Regions from separate parts of the Pan troglodytes genome. Here region 2 is linked to region 1. A link is a contact called in public HiChIP or PLAC-seq data. All regions are on one chromosome and are shown on one strand. The core of a region is the stretch at or near the end of the contact, and the rest is flanking DNA. Distances in the headings are between cores, read along the strand shown. Region 1 holds the start of DNASE1L2 (deoxyribonuclease 1 like 2). Region 2 holds the start of TBC1D24 (TBC1 domain family member 24).

The links. HiChIP or PLAC-seq counts read pairs in DNA pulled down with a chosen protein or histone mark.
Region 2: an H3K4me3 HiChIP or PLAC-seq map of stem cell-derived excitatory neurons shows a contact between it and region 1, with 5 times the contacts expected there. The contact joins the promoter of TBC1D24 here to the promoter of DNASE1L2 in region 1. A contact is called at or near these places in 1 of 7 Hi-C or Micro-C datasets (stem cell-derived neural progenitor cells) and 1 of 1 datasets of contacts at active chromatin or transcription factors (stem cell-derived excitatory neurons).

What each region holds. Positions count from the first base shown.
Region 1 is chr18:4,847,587-4,850,286 of NHGRI_mPanTro3-v2.0_pri, forward strand. DNASE1L2 (deoxyribonuclease 1 like 2) reads left to right here and starts at 1,400. Exons shown (of 8, transcript XM_054668732.2): 1 at 1,400-2,116; 2 at 2,334-2,516; 3 at 2,594-2,682. The coding sequence starts at 1,883. It overlaps E4F1 (E4F transcription factor 1), which reads left to right. Exons shown (of 14, transcript XM_016928632.2): 11 at 134-332; 12 at 415-557; 13 at 637-699; 14 at 772-1,298. The coding sequence ends at 1,128.
Region 2 is chr18:5,086,025-5,088,724 of NHGRI_mPanTro3-v2.0_pri, forward strand. It overlaps TBC1D24 (TBC1 domain family member 24), which reads left to right and starts at 1,443. Exons shown (of 8, transcript XR_010152219.1): 1 at 1,443-1,520. NTN3 (netrin 3) reads left to right here. Exons shown (of 6, transcript XM_003314927.6): 6 at 107-457. The coding sequence ends at 456.

The DNA.
Region 1 (2,700 bases), core at 150-2,649:
CCAGGTGCACCCCCTTCCCTGCCTCCACCGTGCTCAGTCTTGACCCAGCCCCTCCCTTGGGCCAGAAGCGGGAGGGGAGAGCTGTAGTCTGTTGTGGCCAAGGCCAGGCTGGCACTGACAGGTGTCTCCACAGAACGCACAGCAGGTGCACTTCAGGACACACCTGGAGGAGAAGCCGCACGTGTGCCAGTTCTGCAGCCGTGGCTTCCGAGAGAAGGGCTCACTGGTGCGGCACGTGCGACACCACACAGGCGAGAAGCCGTTCAAGTGCTACAAGTGCGGCCGTGGCTTCGCCGAGCACGGCACGCTGAACCGGCACCTGCGCACCAAAGGTCTGGGCCGGTGGAGGTGGGAGGGGGAGGGGAGGGGAGGGGGCCGGGGCTCGCCAAGCCCTGACCGAGTCCCCACCCACAGGGGGCTGCCTGCTGGAGGTGGAGGAGTTGCTGGTGTCTGAGGACAGCCCCGCGGCAGCCACCACCGTCCTCACGGAAGACCCGCACACAGTGTTGGTGGAGTTCTCGTCCGTGGTAGCTGACACCCAGGAGTATATCATCGAGGTGGGTGTGGGGCCCTGGGGCCGTGCTGGGACCCAGGGGCAGCCAAGGCTGACCTCTGTCCTTCTGCCCATCTGCCCAGGCCACTGCGGACGATGCGGAGACCAGTGAGGCCACGGAGATCATCGAGGGCACCCAGACGGAGGTGAGGGGTGGGGCAGGCAGGGGCGGGGAGGCTCCCTGGCACAGCCGCTCTCGCTGAGCCGTGGCCCTGCAGGTGGACAGCCACATCATGAAGGTGGTGCAGCAGATCGTGCACCAGGCTAGCGCCGGCCACCAGATCATCGTGCAGAACGTTACCATGGACGAGGAGACGGCGCTGGGCCCAGAGGCGGCTGCCGCCGACACCATCACCATCGCCACCCCCGAGAGCCTGACAGAGCAGGTGGCCATGACGCTGGCCTCGGCCATCAGCGAGGGCACTGTGCTTGCCGCCCGGGCAGGGACAAGTGGCACTGAACAGGCCACTGTGACCATGGTGTCATCAGAGGACATCGAGATCCTGGAGCATGCAGGCGAGCTGGTCATCGCCTCGCCAGAGGGCCAGCTGGAGGTGCAGACGGTCATCGTCTAGCATGAGGTCTGCGGGGTCCTGGCCGGGCAGGGACAGGGCAGAGGACTCTGAGCGCCCCACCCATGCCTGCCTGGCCTGGTAGAGAAGATGGCACAGAATGGAGGCGCCCCAAGACGGACAGTGTACATAAGAGTTTCTTGTTGCTTTACAATAAAACATGAGAACCTGCAGCTTGTGATGTTGCGGCAGTGGCAGCCTCTGCGGCTGGTGCCACCACCTTTGCCCAGGCCCCCGCAGCAGCACCTGCCTCCCAGGCCACTCCTAGACTCACGTGCCTGGCCGCCCTGCCCAGGGGCTTCTGCCAGCCCTGGCGGCGCCTTGGTGCTGTGTGGGTGTCATTGGCATGTTGACCAACAGCCTCCTGCCCTGCCCAGCTGGAGCTGTGCCCCCAGCTGCGCTGCCTGAGGCCTGTGGGTGGGTGGGAGGACCAGGGACGGGGACAGGGAGATCTGGGAGCCTCGGCCTCCACCGCAGGGTGAGCAGGTGGAGCAGCAGCAGGAGATGCTGGGCAGGGAGTGTGGCTGGTCCTTCCTGCGCTGCCTTGCTTTCCCTGAAGGGATTCTGCTCAGGGAGGCAGAGTCTAGGCGACCTAATTTCTAGGGGCGAGGACAAGAACACAGCCACACCGGGATGTGGCTGACCGTCTATCTCCCTCCTAGGGGGCTGGCAGGGGCTTCTGGGACGGTTTTGGGACAGGTCTGGGGCACCAGAACCGGCTCAGGCAGGTCTCCCACCCCTTACCCTGGGGGTCTCCATGGGAATGAAAGCCAGGAGTTCATCAGGCATCCCGCTGAGTCGAGGGGGCGGGACCCAGTGCAGCCCGGCCCCTCCCTGGCCCAGGACCTCAAATACCGGCCCCTGCCTTGGCGCCAGAGCTGCTGCCAGAGGGAGTCAGTGCAGTCCTGTGTCGGACACGCCCGCAGCCTGGACCCGGGATCCCCATCCCCCTAGGATCTCTGAGCCTCGGGCCTCTGCACCCACATCCAAGGTGAGTCTCTCGGCTGCCCTGAGCTGGGGCTGGATGGGCGGGACCCTCCATTCCGGCTGCAGCTTCCCGCGCAGTGAGAAGGCAGCGGTCCCTGAGAGCCCAGCAGTGCCCTGGGAGCCTGCAGAATGCAGGGGCGGATTCCGCGTCGCACTGGCCGTCAAGGGGTGGCCGCGGAGGAAAGGGGTGGGTCGGTGGGTCTGACAGCGGGTCTGCGTAGGCGGCAGCGTCTGTCCCTCCCAGCCTCTCGCTCCGCGCCATGGGCGGGCCCCGGGCTCTGCTGGCCGCACTCTGGGCGCTGGAAGCCGCCGGGACCGCCGCGCTTCGCATCGGAGCCTTCAACATTCAGAGCTTCGGTGACAGCAAAGTGTCGGACCCGGCTTGCGGCAGCATCATCGCGAAGGTGGGGCCCGGGCCGGGGCGGGGCGGCGTTTAGGGGTGCTGACCGCGCTGACCCCCGCACCCGCCGCTCCTCCCCAGATCCTGGCTGGCTACGACCTCGCGCTGGTGCAGGAGGTGCGAGACCCAGACCTCAGCGCTGTGTCCGCGCTCATGGAGCAGATCAACAGGTGTGGTGGGCAGGGCCC
Region 2 (2,700 bases), core at 193-2,692, 240 kb after region 1:
CCCGCCCCTTCAGCCCCCACTGTCCTCCTGGTGTCCTCCCCGTGCCTCCCCCTACCGCGGGCAGGCCGCCCCTTCCTGACCCCGCCCCCTCTCGCTCTCCCCGCAGCGGTGCAGGTGGCGGTGGGTGCGCACGGCGAGGCGCGCGGCGCGTGGACACGCTTCCCGGTGGCGGTGCTCGCCGTGTTCCGGAGCGGAGAGGAGCGCGCGCGGCGCGGGAGTAGCGCGCTGTGGGTGCCCGCCGGGGATGCGGCCTGCGGCTGCCCGCGCCTGCTCCCCGGCCGCCGCTACCTCCTGCTGGGGGGCGGGCCTGGAGCCGCGGCTGGGGGCGCGGGGGGCCGGGGGCCCGGGCTCATCGCCGCCCGCGGAAGCCTCGTGCTACCCTGGAGGGACGCGTGGACGCGGCGCCTGCGGAGGCTGCAGCGACGCGAACGGCGGGGGCGCTGCAGCGCCGCCTGAGCCCGCCGGCTGGGCAGGGCGGCCGCTGCTCCCACATCCAGGCGCACGTTCACCCTGTGCCTTCGCCTGCCAAGGAGTCCTTGCTCGCGTCGCGCGTGTCGCCACCTGGGCCGCCGCCCCGTCCCCGCCGGCAGCTCCCTCGATACCTCCCGTCTGGCCCTGGGGGGATGTGACCGGCGCAGGGACAGCCCGCCCCGCACAGAGGCGGGTGATATGGCACACCCAGAGGACCCCATGGTCTCCCGCCCTCTGGCTGTCGGCCCTGTCCCAGGGGCACTGGGATACCCGGAAGGCTGTAAATCCTTCGTGATGCCGGGCCCTCTCGGGGATCTCAGATCATCCTTGGGGCCGCTGTGATGCACCCCCACCCGTGCGGCGACCCGCCAGGGAGCGCGCTGACCTCCCCAAAGACTGTGGCCACCGCAGGCGCCTTGGACCCCCATGGGGGGACAGGGCGTCCCCTGCCTCCTGCACCCCACGAGGGCGGCGGCCTTGGCCCCTGCGGGCTGAGCGTCCGCGTCCGGGTGCCCCGCGGCGTCTGCTGCCGGGTCCCGTAACTTTCTTGGCCGCCTGTGTCCCCGTCTGCGGGCTCCGTCCGGCCGTCCCTCTCTCTGCCGCGTCTCTGACCGTCGGCGCCACGGCTCCTCAGCTCAGGGCCCGTCCCAGAACCTCCTTCCAGCCCTTCTCCCCCGACTCGGGAAGGGACGTCGTGCCCACGCGGTTCCGGATCCACGCGTGACCCGGCCGGACCGCGACTCCGACAGGCGGCTGTCCGGGCCCCCGATGCCCTCGGCAGGGCCGTGCCACCCCCCGCCCCCCTTGGCTTGTCCCCCTGGGACCGCACTGCCGTTGCCTCCCCTCGGCGCGGGACCGGTTCCCGGCCGGCCCCAGCTTCCGCCGCTGCGGCCGCCGACCGTCAGCGCGCATGCCCAGAGCCGGGCAGGCCGGAGCCCCGCGGGCTCTCCGGGGTGGGCACAGGGCGACAGCTCGGCGGGGGCGGGGCCGAGCACGCGCGTGCGCAGAAAGGCCGGCGCGGCAGGCTGAGGAGAAAGCGGCGCGCGGAGGTGGGTGCGCTCGGGGCGTGCGGGGGGCGCGCGGCGGGGTGGCGGGTGGCGGGGCCGGGTCCCCGCTGTCACCGCGGTCGGCGCGTGCTGGGGGCGGCAGCGTGGGGGCCGGGCTGCGGGCCCCATTCGAGGCGGGGATCCCCGGCCACGCGCGGGTTGGGGGCTCCAGAGCCCGGCACCGCCCGGCGCTGCAGCTGCGGCTTGGCCTACGGGAGGGGGCGCAGGAGCGGGACCCCCTGGGCGCGAGGCCCGATCCCCGCCCGGTCGCTGGCCCGCGGCCCGGCCCAGGGCATGGTGTCGTCTGGAAGAGTGACTGTGTCACTGTTTCCTTGGGGCGCTTTCCGTCTCCGCAGGGTCGGAAATCCTCTTCGGGGCTCGGTGAGATTGCAACAGATTCTGATACGCCCTGCCCTGTGGACCTGCAGCGGCCCCGGGCCCCGCCCCGCCCCGCCCAGGGATGACACACGCCCCCACCGACCACCCGCTTGGGGGTCCGCCAGCCCCCGGCCCTGTCCAGTGGGGGGCCCCTCTGGGTGCGCCGTGCCAGGCGGCCGCTGTCCTTCGGGCCCTGGGAGGTGGAAGCCAGGGACTCCCAGCCCTGAGCCAGCACAGCGGAGGGGAGAGCCGGCCCCACCTGGGCTGGGCTGCACCTGTTCCCGCCCCCTCCAGGCGGGAGTCCCCGCGGCCTGGCCACAGGCTTCTTTGATGGCCGTGCCCCGCAGGGAAACGCGCTGTGGCCCCCGGGTTACTGCTTGCGGGGGTGATATTAAAGGCCAAAGGTTGTCTAAAAGCCACCTGGGTGGTGTGGAGGTGCAGGTGGGCTGTTAGGTTGGTGGCTGTGGTTGTGAAGCCGATGTCCCTGTTTTTACCCAGCAGCTTATTCCAGAAAGGGGGCGTCAGCCCGCCCTTCCAGTGCCGATAGAAGCCCTAGCGGGTGACTTTTCCCTGTTTTGCTGTGTTTGCTCTGGAGTCACCAGGTGACTTCCAGGCAGTGTGCAGAAGGAACCGTCCCGTTATTTGGCACGTGGGCCGTTTCCTCCACCCGAGGTCCAGGGCTCCGTCTTCACAGCCTGTCCTCAGCACACAGTAGGCACCTGTAGATGGCACACGTGGCGTTTCCTCCGCCCGAGGGCCAGGGCTCTGTCTTCAGCACACAGTAGGCACCTGTAAATGTTTGCTC